2 separate regions of the Sus scrofa genome follow, and region 1 is linked to region 2. Evidence: chromatin contacts called from public Hi-C data. All regions are on one chromosome and are shown on one strand. The core of a region is the stretch at or near the end of the contact, and the rest is flanking DNA. Distances in the headings are between cores, read along the strand shown.

Evidence for each region. A called contact is a pair of places that touch in the nucleus more often than the background predicts.
Region 1: a contact with region 2 is called in a Hi-C map of liver, with 8 times the contacts expected there. The contact joins the enhancer-like site here to the promoter of SLC38A9 in region 2. A contact is called at or near these places in 5 of 47 Hi-C or Micro-C datasets (alveolar macrophages, brain, fetal heart ventricle and 2 more) and 1 of 2 datasets of contacts at active chromatin or transcription factors (alveolar macrophages).

Annotation. Positions count from the first base shown.
Region 1 is chr16:35,063,996-35,071,437 of Sscrofa11.1, reverse strand. IL31RA (interleukin-31 receptor subunit alpha) reads right to left here. Exons shown (of 15, transcript XM_021076775.1): 15 at 71-6,122. The coding sequence ends at 5,676. Among named protein-coding and RNA genes, the nearest start is that of IL31RA, 80 kb to the right of the region's middle. Within about 2 kb of position 1,812, at least 18 of the 83 cell types and tissues checked have an H3K27ac peak or open chromatin away from gene starts, as enhancers often do. A contact at or near this core is called in liver, where this site is marked.
Region 2 is chr16:34,857,321-34,864,196 of Sscrofa11.1, reverse strand. It overlaps SLC38A9 (sodium-coupled neutral amino acid transporter 9), which reads left to right and starts at 5,409. Exons shown (of 16, transcript XR_002339779.1): 1 at 5,409-5,554. LOC102165748 (a long non-coding RNA gene) reads right to left here and starts at 5,721. Exons shown (of 3, transcript XR_308406.3): 1 at 5,586-5,721.

The DNA.
Region 1 (7,442 bases), core at 563-3,062, 210 kb before region 2:
AGTCTCATTTTAAACATCTGAGTGAGTAAAACTTTAAAATGGAAGTACAGCATTCCAAAAAAAAAAAAACAAACATCTGAGGGTTTTTATTGTTTGCAAGATCAAAATCTAAATGTACTTAAAACAAAGCATTTGAAAGATGGTTCTCGTTACAATAACCACATTTTCCTACTCTCCTTAGGATACACAACTTTCATGCACATGCATTACATGTTGCATCGACATAGGAACAATATGGGGAAAAGACAACAGGCACAGCTCACAAAGAGGCAGATTTCCTGGTACACAGGGTCAGCTGTCTTCACTGTCATCATCATTCTGGTTTGCACACTGATTTACATTTCAAAGCCCAGGCCTCAGGATGCGTTCCTGGCATTTCACTCTACACATGTAGTGAAGTTGGGGAGGATAGAGGGCCCCATTCCCAAAAAAGAGAATCAGCAGCCCCAGCATGCAGATCCCCTCAAACAGCTCGGCTTGTGGACACTGGCTTTGTGCTCTGCGGACTCCCTCCCCTTACCTCTCCCAGGCCTTTCTTGGCAGCAAGGGACAGAGCGGCCGGCAGGAGCTCTGAGCTGAGGGGAGGGGTGGCCTCTAGGCTTTTGCAAATGTGGACTGGGGCTGTTTGTGCTTCTGAGCAATCTCTGCCCACTGACTCCAGTGTGCAGAAAAAGCTGCTGCAGGAACGAAGCCTGCTGATGACCTTGTCAGGCTCTGCACCAGACCCCCACCCAACAAGAGTGCACAACACTGCTGACAACACATACTTTGATCACAAACAGGCCTTGTCGCTAATTAACGTTTACATAAAACAATGAACAAAATACATCAGTGTTAAATTTCTCTTTGAAAATGCCCTACAAAACCCACATATTTTAAAGAGTCAACCAAATGACAAAGTCCGACAACTGTTCTCAGGTCCTGCTGAGTACCTCTAATTTCTAGCAGCTCAGCTGATCTCTCAGTGCCCCTGGGAGCTTAGAAATAGAAGATTCTGTAATGTCGACAGGCAGACATGGGGACGATAAAATGTAGATGAGAAAAGTTCAGCTTCACAATGATTTAAGCAACGTGAATACCTCTGAAGTTTCATTAACCATACCCAGTAAATTGACAAAATCTAGGTTACAGCGGTGAATGGCTGATTATCAGTGAAAAAGGACAAAAAGATAGCTCCGACAGGTCTGGTGATATGGCAAACCAGTGTAGCTTTGGGTGGGCACAGTCATGCAGTAACCATACAACTTTGACCCAGCAATTCTACTTCTCGAAAGATCCCCAAGGAATGGAGAGAAAGGTGAAAAAGAAGATTTTGTGTGACATGTTCAGTGAAGTTTCTCTCTACACGAGGAGGACATTTAAAACAATCCTTAGCAAACCACAACATGCAGGCACACCAAGAAGTCCCACCTGGCCACTGTGAACTATTTCACACTCGGAATTCTACACATGAAATAATATTAAGGGGAGACCACCAACAAATCGATATATCCCTTGCAACTAGATGAAAACGTGTGTAGGGACACACAGAGCATATCAGGAGTGAATTAATAAGAATGATGCAAATAATTGGGATTTAGAGATATTTGTTGTTGATGTTGTAAAGGTGAGTCCAAAACAAAATTTAAATTAAAAAAAAAAAAAGGAGGGACACCTAGAGCTGTGTATGGATGCCGAGTTGCACCCATGGCAAGTGCTGTGGGTCCAGGGCAGAGGTTAGCTCAGCCAGGATCTCTCACCTCCGCACCACTGACACCTTGAGCCAGGTAATTCTCTGTTGCAGGGCCATTCTGAGCATGGTAGGTATACCGTCATTGCTGGCTTCTACCACTAGATGCCAGTGGTACCCTCCCAAAAGAACATCAGGCATTGCCACATGTCTGCCAGCTGGGGATGGGAGACAAAATGACCCGGGGTGGAGGACCACTGGAGTCAGTGATGAATAGCTACGGACTCTCCAGCTTAGCCTAGGGCAGCGGACGGACCAGGACTGTGAGGGCAGCGGGAGCCAGAGGGTGTGAGCCCTTCTAAGGGGGCCATCCCTATTCCCATAGAAATCCAGAATGACAGAGCCTGATTTTTTCTTTTTCCCCACGAGCAGCTACTTCAAAGTTAAAACACTGTGCCGTCTGAGCCCCATGACTGTGGACTACACAGGGGTGGGTCAGCAAACTTTCTGTAAAGGGCCAGATGGTGAACATTTTAGGCTTTGTCACAGAGAGAAACTCTGTCACAATTACTCAATTCCTTTGTAGAGCGAAAGCAGCTGTCGACGGTATTCAAGGATGGGTGTGGCTGGGTTCCAATTCAGCTTCAGCGATGGACACTGAAATTTGAATTCTATAGAATTTTCCCATGTCATCAAACATTATTCTTCCTTCAATTTTGTTTTCCAGGCTTTTAAAATGTCTGCATCATTTTTAGCTCATGGGCCCTACAAAAACAGAGCCCAGATTTGGTCCTAGAGCCGGCTGGCCAACTCTTGGGGTGAAGCATGCCTGTAGCATCAGTAGTAACCAGGGGCCACTGGAGAGGGTGACAGAATCCCCTAAGGAGGGTCTGGGCACATGCTCCCCCGATGTGACAGCAGCCGTGGCGATGGCTAGACCCATGACAGACCTCTCCCTTCTCTCCCCATCTCCTGCCTCTTTCAAACCCCCACCCCCACCCAGCCCCTCATCCCACATGGTTTTTACTGTGTTTTATTGCAGCCTCCCAGAGAAATAATGAAGGTATCTCTCTCTCTCTCTCTTTTTTTAACCACAGATTGGCTTCTCTGCCATAATTTTAAAATGTTTCTGACATTATTGTAAAAGAAAGGCTATTAATAGGGCACCAACAGAGCTGTTTGTATGGTTCCCAGAGCCCTAGAAAACTCTAATGGGAATTTTATCGGTGACCTTACTAAAAACGCAAGTTTTCCTGTTTGTGTCTCTCAATATCTGTTTGACAGTAACAGAGAAAAAAATGCAGATGGCCTTCTCCGTCCGGCCACAGAGCCAGCTCAAGACCCTGGGAGCAGGAATAGTTCATGACTGGATCCAAGAGAGCAAGGTCACCAGTGGCTTCTTTTAGGCCACGTCCCATAATCTGCTCTGGAAAGCAAAGTGTGTGGCGCACTGAATGTACTTCCTGGGGTCCTGGGTCACCTGCTCCTCTTACTGGCAGCAAGTGCTAACTCCTACGAAGTCACCTTGGCCATCTAGAGCCAGAGAGCCCCAATTTTCCCAGCCCCCAAAGGAAGCAAAAGTAAATTTGGAAAATGACCAAAGGGGGCTGATGGAAAGGGGAGAAAGGAATAAAAACAGAAACAAGAAATTAAAAAAAAAGGAAGAGTTAAAAGGATGAGAAGCTGCTGGGAGTAGTGGGAAAAAAGCAGAAGATAGGAGGCAAGAAGGAAAGTGAGAAAAGGGAAGAAGAAATGAAACAGAGGAAGGGCCAGGGGTATGGTATGTGCCAAATGTTCATCAGAAGATGCTTCAGGCTTTGAGAAATGATTAAGGGAGGGAGAGCTGAGGGTAACATCTTCATCTCTGAAACCCACTCACTGAAGCCGCCTGCGGCCTTTTCTCTCTCCCCAGCCAGCAGACCCTTGGAGTGGAGGCTCAAAAGCCCCATCCAGGTGTGAGACAAACAAGCTTAGGGAGACCCACTCTGCGCACTTCCCCCCCCACCCCACCACCAGCTGGAGGTGGCAGAGGGTCACAGGAGAGAGAGGAGAGGTGTGGGGTACAAAGCGAGGACCTTCTGTAAGTTCACAAATCAGAAGTAGGCTGGAAAGGACCACATCTGGAACTCTGGGGGCAGGCGGGTCATAGACGTGCCTGGGGCACAACAGTTGGGGGTGGGGAGATATCAGGGCAGAGAGAGCCCACCACAGCCAGGAATCCTGGGTATCCCTTTTGTTTGGTCCCTTTGTGCTCTCAGGCCACGGGGTCCCAGTGCCCTGCTCCAGGCTTCCCTCACTCCTTGATTTATCAGTAGTTGCTCTTCTGTAAACTAGGAGTGAAGAATTTGGGGGTGGGGGTGCTGGAGACACTTGAGACTTAATGAGGAGAGAGCTTTGGGAAAGCACCCCCCACTGCGTCCCCCAGCTCATTGCAGCAATTGGTTGAGCAAAGGGGCCGGTGACTTGACAGGGACAGGAAGGAGCCAAAGGCACATTCCAAGACCAGTGCTGGGCAGGTACCAAATGAGAGACAAAACTGTACTGTTCCCCTGAACGTCCTGTGATGCACACACCCAGTTCCTGGTGGACAGGGCATCAAAATACCAAATGTGACTAAGTTAACAAACCCAAGGCAACTCAGGAATCACCACATTGGGCTGCAGTTACTTTAAAAGGTCAGGGGCTTGGGCTAGAAGTTAATGTTATAGCAAGTAGTGATGTTTTTGCGCCCCTGAGTTGGTGGCTTGTGAAGTTTGTGCCCGCTACACAAGCACTGACTTCTCAAACTTAGGAAATGTACCATCGGCCTTTCAATCTGGCAAGGCTGCAGCCGGCTGCTCCCATCTCACCAGGCTTTCGGTGACCTCTCCCAATAGCCAGATGAGTCACAGCCACACAGCAGGAAGTCATCTGATGTCACTGTGGTCAGGGTATGAGCCCAGAGCCAGCCATAAGTTCCCAGGTATCTGCCATCAGCACTTGGGCTAAAGGCGTCACTGACTGGCTGGGCTTTGGCGGGTGAAAGATAGGAGTCCTGGTATTAGAGCAGTGAAGTTGCTAAGCACTGCAGGTCCCCAGGCCCTGCTCAGCTGCTTCTGGGAAGAGGCCTTTGAAGGGTGTGTTCAGTAAGCAGTCCTGGGCTCTGAGCCAGGGGTGAGGGGCCAGAGTCCCTGTAAAAAGCCACTGCAGTCTCTGGTGCCTTTCTATTCCCAGGCTTGGGTGCAAGATGGAGGGGCAGCAAGGGCCTCCAGGAACTGTTTTCAGGGCTGGAAAATGGCCTGGAGACCAGCCAGGCAAAAGTCCATTCCCCAGCACTCAGCAGAGGCCCTCTCTCGTTTCTCAACCCGCCAGCCACCGGTGTGGAGCAGACCAAGGGCAAGTGACCTAGTGGGGCATTGCTACAGACACTTGAGATTTAAGAAGGGTAATGAGGCGTTTCAGGTGCACCACTGGGAAGTCCCCCCACTTCCCACCCCTATGCTGAGAGATAGACATAATCTCTAAAATGATGTCAGGGCAGCTTTGGAGGTGGAGCTTGGAGCCCAGAAGGTCAAGGTGAAGGGAGAGACCCTTGCCTTCCACCAGAGTGCTCAAGTGCTGACTAAACAACTGTCTCTTGGTAACAGGCCAAGTCTCTTCTGGAACCATGAGGAGTGGCCCCAGCAAAGGCTATGCCCATGGCCCAGTTCCTAGGGAAGGCCCTCTGGGGTCCACTGCCCCTCCAAGTCAATCTGTCAGAGCCTCAGTGAGAGCTTGTTATCTGAACAAAAGAAAACACGTTGCTTTCCATCTGCAAAGTGCTCGGGCTCCTCACCATCCTTTCTTCTCAAGCACGCTGCCCGTCTGTGCCCACCCAGCTCAACGAGCTGCTCAGCAGGATGCAAGGCTTTCTGTAACACGAGCAGGATGGGGAGATGCCGAGGAAGCTCTTCTGACCAAGTCCTGATGTCTTCTTTCTGTGAGTCACCCACACTGAGATGCAGAGGGAGTCAAGCCACGACGGCATTTAGGGTTCTCCTTGGGTTTGGTCTGGAAGTTTTTCAGACACAAGAAATTCTCTGGTTGTCACCGAATTTTTCAAGTATGGGTTTGGTGAGCCATCCACACAGAGGTGGTCTGGCCCTAAACTTTGGGCCGAAGGGAGATGCTGCTCTCTGGCTTCTGAGCAGGTCCCCTCTGGCATCCCAGAACATGGGTGCTGGGATCTTCTGGGTGGGGTCTCGGTTGAAACAGGGGGACAATATGGCCTATACGGGGAGGTCACATACTCATTCTTTTCCCCTCCCAAAGTGTTTTCCTGACCCTTTTCAGGTTCCTCTGTGGAAAGCTCTTCCAGAACATTCTCAAAGGTCACCACCAACTTGTCAATAAAGTCACTGGGGGCAGAACAGAGTTTTAAAATCCTGTCTTCTTCTGTGTTCACAGAGTCATTAAACTTCAGATTTAGCTTATTCTGGAAAAGAGAAAGGGATATTCCCAGTGGTCATTTGGGGGCTACATATGATATAGCTGAGAGTTATTAGTCTCAGAACACCCAAAGTCCCACCACTTGGCCAGCCTCCGCATTCCTCTTGGAGACCCAAAGTGGTACCCTTCTATGGGAGCTTGGCAAGAGTGGCCCATTTCCTGAAAAGAACACACTGTATGCAAACGATTTCTTCTTTTAGAGAACTCAAGGCTGTTTTCCTCATAATCATATGCTTACAAAATCTCAGCAGAGATGGAAGCATCATTAGAACTCTTACAGATGGAAAAACCATAATCATAAAGACAAATGACTTGCCCAATATCACCACCATCATCCTGGCAGAAACAGTGTCTTTCATATTGTTGTATCCCCAAGAGCCTAGGTCAATGCCTGGCATACTATGGGTGATTAATAAGTGCTTGCTGTAGAGGCCAGATGGACAGATGATTCAAAAAACATTTTAGGCATCAGATAATACTACCTATGAATTAATTTACTCTCTCTCTCTCTTTTTTTTTTTTTTCCACTTTGGGCCACGCATGTGGCACTATGGAAGTGCCCAGGCGAATTGGAGCTGCAGCTGCCAGTCTTTACTACAGCCACAGCAATGTTGGATCTGAGCCATGTCTCCAAACTATACCACGGCTCACGGCAACACCAGATACTTAACCCACTGAACAAGGCCAGGGATCAAACCTGCATCTTCGTGGATACAAGTTGGGTTTATAACCCACTAAGCCACCACAGGAACTCCCTTAATTTACTCTAAATAAATTTTAATAAATAGGAGATTAAATAGGGTAATACATGACTGATAGAAGAAAACAGAAATAACTAAAATTTAAATAAATAAATAATAAACAAACAAAAATGATTTTAATGTCCATGTTAAAAAAAAAAAGGCTTCTGAGTTGAATCAGGGCTAACATTAAACATTTGTGCATCAATGAATGTTGGAAACTGTCTTTAAATAATAAGAATTTAAGGGTTGTATTTAATCAGGCTTATTTCTACTTAACAAAGAAATTAAACCTTAAAAATTCCAGAAGTTTTCAATTTAAAAATGTTTGAAAAAGGAGAGTTTCTACTTATAGATAATCACTACCAAATTCCCCCATCTGAGAAAAACAATTAGAGGCAGCTTGTCCCTCACCTTAGGACAGAAATGCACAATAGTAGCTTCTCAGGGCCTCCAGGTGGTCTTGAGATTAACTTGCTCTTGGCCGATTTTTTTGTTTGTTTGTTTGTTTTGTTTTTGAATTTTATTGGAGTGTAGTTGATTTACAATGTTGCAGAAATTTCAAG
Region 2 (6,876 bases), core at 4,160-6,659:
CCCCCCAACCCCCTTCCATACTTCCTTTTGCCAGTCTCCAGAAGACAGCTCTTCCAAAGGAATGAGCTAGAGGCTAAACCAGAATTTTATTTGAAGGAGCTCCTCCCCAAAGAAATTGAGCTGAAGTCACTTTCATCCAACTTCAGTTGAAACATTAGGATCTCAAGATCATACCAAAGTGCCAAAAAAGTGTTCACAGCAACTCCTTAACCAGAAAGATGAAACCTTTAAATAAATCCCAAATAAAGCCTAGAGAGCTTCAAAGACAGTGAGCTCAGATCCAAAGGAAAAGGGAAAGTCCTCTCCTTAGAGGAACTTCAGCTTATAAATGAAAATCTTCATTCTGTATTCTCTAGGCTAGGGATCAGGAAACTATAGTTCTGGAAACAAATCCATCCTTAAACTTGTTTCTAAAAATACATTAGAATAGAGTAACTTCATTGATTTACATATTGCCTATGTTGGTTGCATTCGAGCCATAAAAGCAAAATTGGGTAGTAATTGACAAAGACCACATGGCCACAAAGCCTAAAATATTTACTACTAGGTCCTTTATACAAAATGTTTGTCAATTCTTGCTATAGACCAAGAAAATAACTGTGAGTGACCTGCAATCCCTAAACTATGTGATCACCACAGGGAACTCACCATCACATCTCTGAATATTTTGAATTTTGGGGAAAACACAATATCTGTCAGATGCTGCAGTGAACCAGCTTGAGGTCCTTCATATTTTTAATATTAGATCAAGTTAATTCTTTTGACCAACATCATCTCTTTGTAAAATCGAGTTTTCAGCAGCTGCTATGATCTCAGTCAAATGCTGTGCAAAATCCAATGTGGAACAGGAAATGAAGACAGCAATATCCTATCTGATTTCAAGGTTTGAGAAATTATGCAGTGCCCAATAGGTGTGTACAATTAAGCAATTGCGGTTATTTAAGAATGAAATAAAATAATTTTCTTTCAGTTTATATCTGTATATATGTAAATGGCCACTGAGTTCCCACTGTGGCTCAGGGGCAACAAACCCGACTACCATCCATAAGGACGGGGTTCGATCCCTGGCCCTGCTCAGTGGGTTAAGGATCAAGCGTTGCTGTGGCTGTGGCATAAGCTGGCAGCTGCAGCTCTTATTCAACCTCTAGCCGGGGAACTTCATATGCCAGAAATGCGGTCCTAAAAAGACAAAAAATAAAAATAAAAATAGTACCTCAGAAAACTAAATATAGAGCTACCATATGATACAGTGATTCCACTCCTGGTTCTATATCCAGACAAAGCTTTCATTGAAAAAGATACATTCACCCCATGTTCATCGCAGCATTATTCACAACAGCCAAGACATGGAAACAACATTAACATCCAACCACAGATGAATGGATTAAGAAGATGTGGTGTATATACACACTGGAATACTATTCAGCCATAAAGTATAACAAAATAATGTCATTTGCAGCAATGGAACTAGAGATTCTCATACTAAGTGAAGTAAGTCAGAAGGAGAAAGACAAATACCACATGACATCACTTATAGGAATCTAGTATTCGGTGCAAATGAACCTATCTACAAAAAAAGAAACAAACTCGTGTATATGGAAAACAGATTTGTGGTTGCCAAGAAGGAGGAGGAGGGGGAGGGAATGGGAAGGACTGGGAGTTTGGGGTTAATAGTAGATGCAAACTATTGCATTTTGAATGGATAAGCAATGAGATTCTGCTGTATAGTGCAGGGAAATATATTTGATCACTTGTGATGGAACATAATGGAGGATAATGTGAAAAAAAGAATGTATATGGATGTATGGCAGGGTCACTTATCTGTGCAGCAGGAAATTGACAGAACATTATAAATAAACTATAATTAAAAATTTTTAATTAATTAATTAATTAATGGCTACTAAGTTGTGAGGACATAAACAGGGTATTAGGGCATTAATTTGTTTGGCCCTAACTACTTAGTAAACAGAAACTAAGGACACTGAAAAAATTTACTCAGACACTAAAGGTGACATGAACCTCTGATCTAGCAGATCACCATCAATGGCTATTGACCATCAACAACTGGTGAAAAGCTGAAAGGGAACTTTTTAAGAGACAGTATTTGAGACCACTGAATAGCCTTAATATCACAAATGAAAGAATTCCAGAAATGTGCTTCCTGATGTGATAAGTATGAAACCCATCTATAATGGCTTGATTTTCTTTTTTTTTTTTATCTTTTTATTTATTTATTTATTTATTTATTTATTTATTTATTTATTTATTGTCCTTTTGCTATTTCTTGGGCTGCTCCCGCAGCATATGGAGGTTCCCAGGCTGGAGGTTGAATCGGAGCTGTAGCCACTGGCCTACGCCAGAGCCACAGCAACGCGGGATCCGAGCTGTGTCTGCAACCTACACCACAGCTCACGGCAACGCCGGATCGTTAACCCACTGAGCAAGGGCAGGGACCGAACCCGCAACTTCATGGTTCCTAGTTGGATTTGTTAACCACTGCGCCACGATGGGAACTCCAAATGGCTTGATTTTAAAAATCAAGTTTAGGAGTTCCCTGGTGACTCAACGAGTTAAGGATTCAGCATTGTCATTGCTATGGCATGGGTTTGATCCATGACAAGGAAATTTTGCATGCCTTGGGCATGGCCAAAAAAATAAATAAATTTTTAAAAATTAATTAAAAATCAAGTTTAGGAGTTCGCACTGTGGTGCAGCAGGTTAAGAATCCAACTGCAGTGGCTCGGGTCACTGTGGAGGTGCAGGTTCAACAACTGGCCCAGCACAGTGGGTTAAAGAATTTGTCATTGCTGAAGCTAAGGCTTGGATTTAATCCCTGGCTGGGGAAGTCCCATATGCCATGGGTACAGCCATTTAAAAAAAAAAAATCAAGTTTAAATACGATCAAGCTTCTAGACATGTTACAGGCTTCAAGTCCCCTGAAGGAGATTAAACCCCAAAGCCTCTCGCCATGTCTCATTGTTATGCCCCTTCCCCCACCTTGACCAGCCTAGGCTTCTCACTCCCTGCTAGAAATGTCGCCCATTCCTCACCTGGCCACCTATAACCTGTTCCCCAAGCAAGTAAGGTATCCTGCCCAAGACCAATCTGAAGATCAAATTGGGTCTCCACTCAGGTTGCACTGTGGGGTATAAAGACCATTGCAGAGTGAGTCACGCCTTCCTTTTTTAAAACCATGCACACGTGAGTCCTCTCTCCCTCTCTGAAAATGTACTTTCACTTTAATAAATTTGTAAAATGTCTGCCGTTCCAAAGCTTTGTTATGGTGAAACAGGGACCGAGGAAATTGTGACAGAAACAGACTCAACTACCAGTCTACTAATTCTATAAAGTCTGTATGTTTTGTTGTGTAACCACTCTGTTCCATTAGCTTAGTAGTCAGCTAGTAATTTAACAGAGATGTCCTTATTAAATGCCTAGAAGCAAATAATAAACAGCCAAAATGCCCTCCTCCCCCCCAAAAAAAACCCCTCTCCCACTCTTTGCCAATTAGCTGTATGTTACCTTCAAGGCTTAGCAAAATACTTTACAATTCTGCATTAGCCTTCACTTCCTGCTTGCACAGAGTCTGAAGGTCAGCCAGAAGTGAGAGTTTGGGGTTTTCTCAGGTCTTTTCTGAGCTTGTGTCCAGATTCCCCAGAATAAGAGGAAGCTTCTGAAAACACTCACTCCTCAAGTATCTGCTTCCCCAGCCCCTTCCTTCCTAGGCTTTTTGGTCTGTTTATTACTTGCACCAACTGTTATCCCTTCCCTGACGGCAGTGGCTAATACATTTGCTTTAAATCCTTCTGGCAATCACTGTCTCAGAAGCTGCCTCAGCCCTGGGGAGGCTTGAAAGTAGGTGAAACAAAGGTAAGCCCTAGAACCAAACCATCAGGCAACCACAAGATAGGTCAAAACACATAATTACAACTCCTTTAGAATAAGATCCATATTGCTCCCTCTGGTACCAGCAACCTACACCAGGGATATTTGCTGCTGTCTTCAAGGTCTCTGCCAAGCTTGAGATGATCATAGAACTCTCTTGCCAAAATTCGGCAGTTTTTTCTTAAGTGTTGTTACTTTTTTTTTAATTAATTAGTTTCCGGAGTACCAAAAAAGTTGATTCTGATGGTTTCGCCAGCTTATTTGTTGCTTTTATGGAGGGATAGTTTTCAAGTTCCTTATTCAGCCATTCTTGCTGATACGATTCCATACCACTAACTTTTGCGTTTCTCAGCCTTGCCTAAAAATATTTGCTCAGCCTGAAAAGCAGAGAAATAAAAAAAATTTTGTTGTCACTGGAGCTATCAAAAGAATGTACTGTTGATTTGAAAACAGGCTAAAGAGCAGTTGCAAAATTTTTTAATAAGGACACCATTAGCAAAGTAACATTTATCTGCTTTAAAGGCAATATTCTTCGCATCATAGGCCTTGCCAAACCCTCAATAACAGAGGCAGTGTTTAAGAGCACAAGTTTGGAGTAAGACCTCAATTTGAATTCCAGATCATCTGCCACTTGATAGTTGTTCAGCCTTGGGTAACTCATTTAAATGCTCTAGGACTGTTTCCTGAAAACTGTAAAATAGAGACAATATACACTTCTAGAATGATGGTAAAGACTTAAAGAGATATTGTAAGTAAAATGCTTGGCACTCAATATTAGCCATTTTTAAAATTTGGGCTCTTTAATTTTAGATTCTTAACACATGACAGTGCATTGTTCGATTTTTCCTGATTGTTAAAAAAAAAAAAGCCATCGTCTTCCTTTGTAAGACCTTAGGTATTGCCATATGTTTTTCAGAAGACTTACCTTGAGCAGACTTTTTATAACAAGCACGCTAATTTTATTCATACTGTATTTTTACTTGGGGTGGCTTTGGGAGAAATTATTAGGGATGGGGAGAGGGTGCTAAAATCCTCCAATAAGTCCCTCTTTTAGCTTAGTGACTAATATGCCAACACGTCAAAAATAAAAAAACGTAAGCGTCTAGACAAGGGAGGGAAAGTGCCAACCCAACAATTTTTTTTTCAAGCCAGCCTTCCTTGGTGTCCGCAGGGTTCAAGCATGTGACGAAAGAACAGAGCACAGAAAAGCCTGAGAAGAGAGATAATAAGAGGTCAACCCTAGACAGAAATGTCACGTCAGCCCTTTCTTATGGGGCCTCTGGGGCTGTAAGAACTGCAGGCTGTGCACCCTCCCAGACGTCTGAAGTGCCTTGGGCCAGCAACCTCCTCTGGTGCAAACATGAGATTGCAGATCAGTCATGGTTTGCCCGCCTAGGCAGCCCCGCCTCCCGAAGCCGGAGGGCTGGGCTCTGAGGCGGGAGGCGTGTTAGCTGTCGTAGAGCCTCCTGGGAGTTGTAGTCCCTGGCGGCGGGAGGTTTGATTGCGGCGGCTGGATTAGAACTCCATCCCCCGCCGGCCCCCGCGATTTAGGCCGTTGTCTTTTCCTGTTCAGGGAACGGGAAGCCTGGCTGCCTCAAGTTAGACGAGTGGGTAAGGGGTGTCAGCCTTCTTACCGCTTTCTGTGAGATTAATGGCTTGGCCTGCACAGGTAGAGCACCTTTCGGGTCTTGCCAACTCACCTTGCGGGAGGGAGCGGAGGGAACAGAGGGGAAGCAGCGGGAACAGCTGAGCTTGCGGCGGAGCCGGCTGTCACCTGGGGAAGTTCTTTGGTGAAACGCGTCGGTACAGTGGCCGGTTGCGGGAGCTGTGAGGCCAAAGCCCGGGCCGGAGGAGATGGTTCCGGAGGGGCGGCGCAAGCTCCTACAGGGCTCGGGTGCGACCAAGTCAGGGCCTCGGTCGGGGGCTGAGAGAACTGGAGGTACTGTGGGAATCGGAGTCTGCTGGAGCCTTTGGGAAAAGACAGGGTTACAGGAGGTGAACACCCGGATGAGAGAAGGAGGGAGGAGGAGAATTGGGAGGAGTGGGGAGACCCTTCTCTGTCCCGAGTAGGAGAGGGCCGGAAAAGGGAATGCAGGGAAAAGCCCTTGGTGCCTTGAGCTAGGACTACAGATGGTGAGGGCCAAGTAAGTCTTTGTCATGCTTTTCTTTGGCTCGATTGTGAGAGCCAGTGCCCTCGTAGCTGCTGGCTTGACATCTTCCTGTCTTAGAAGAACAGAGCTGAAAGGGGCCTTTGAGAGCAGCTAGTCTAGTGCATTCTCTCACTTTCCAGGTGAGGAAACTGAGGTCCACCGAGTTGAAGAACCTGGCTTGCTCACCAGCAGACAACCAGTTAATGGCCAACTTGACTAAAACCTAATTTTCATGATTCTCAAGCAATGCCATAATCTATTGCTCAGATCAGTAGATTAGCAAACTCTAACCTGTTCCCCTTCCTGTTATCTTTTACTGCTGTCCTATGCAGGATAACAGGCAGCCCCTCAAGGGAAAGGTTTTTAACTTTTGTTAAAAACTCTTGTCTTAACTTGAACAAAAATCTGCTTGCCTCACAAACTACAAGCTTCATATTAAGATGAAAGGCTGGTAGCATACTAAGATGTCACTTATAGTTCATTTGCCTGGAAGCAAATAAAATTCATCTTCCGTTTCCCATTTGCCCGCTGAAGCTGTGAGAACAGTTACCTTAGATTTCTTCTCTCAATTTTAAATGCTGCATATCTATTACATACGTAAAAACAATATGCTGTTTATTGTGATTTTTGTAATACCTTGAATATTTACAATAAGAAGTAAATAGCTTAGAAGAATGGGAATACCCAAATTACAAATTAAAACAGTAATTTACAGAGTTTTTTTTAAAAAGGCAATAGGAGCATAAATTTTAAAAAAAATCATTTAGAGGCTAAAAATTTCTACCAGGCATGCATTTTATAGCACACAAATTTCAGTCCTTTGCCAGTATTCTTTCTTACT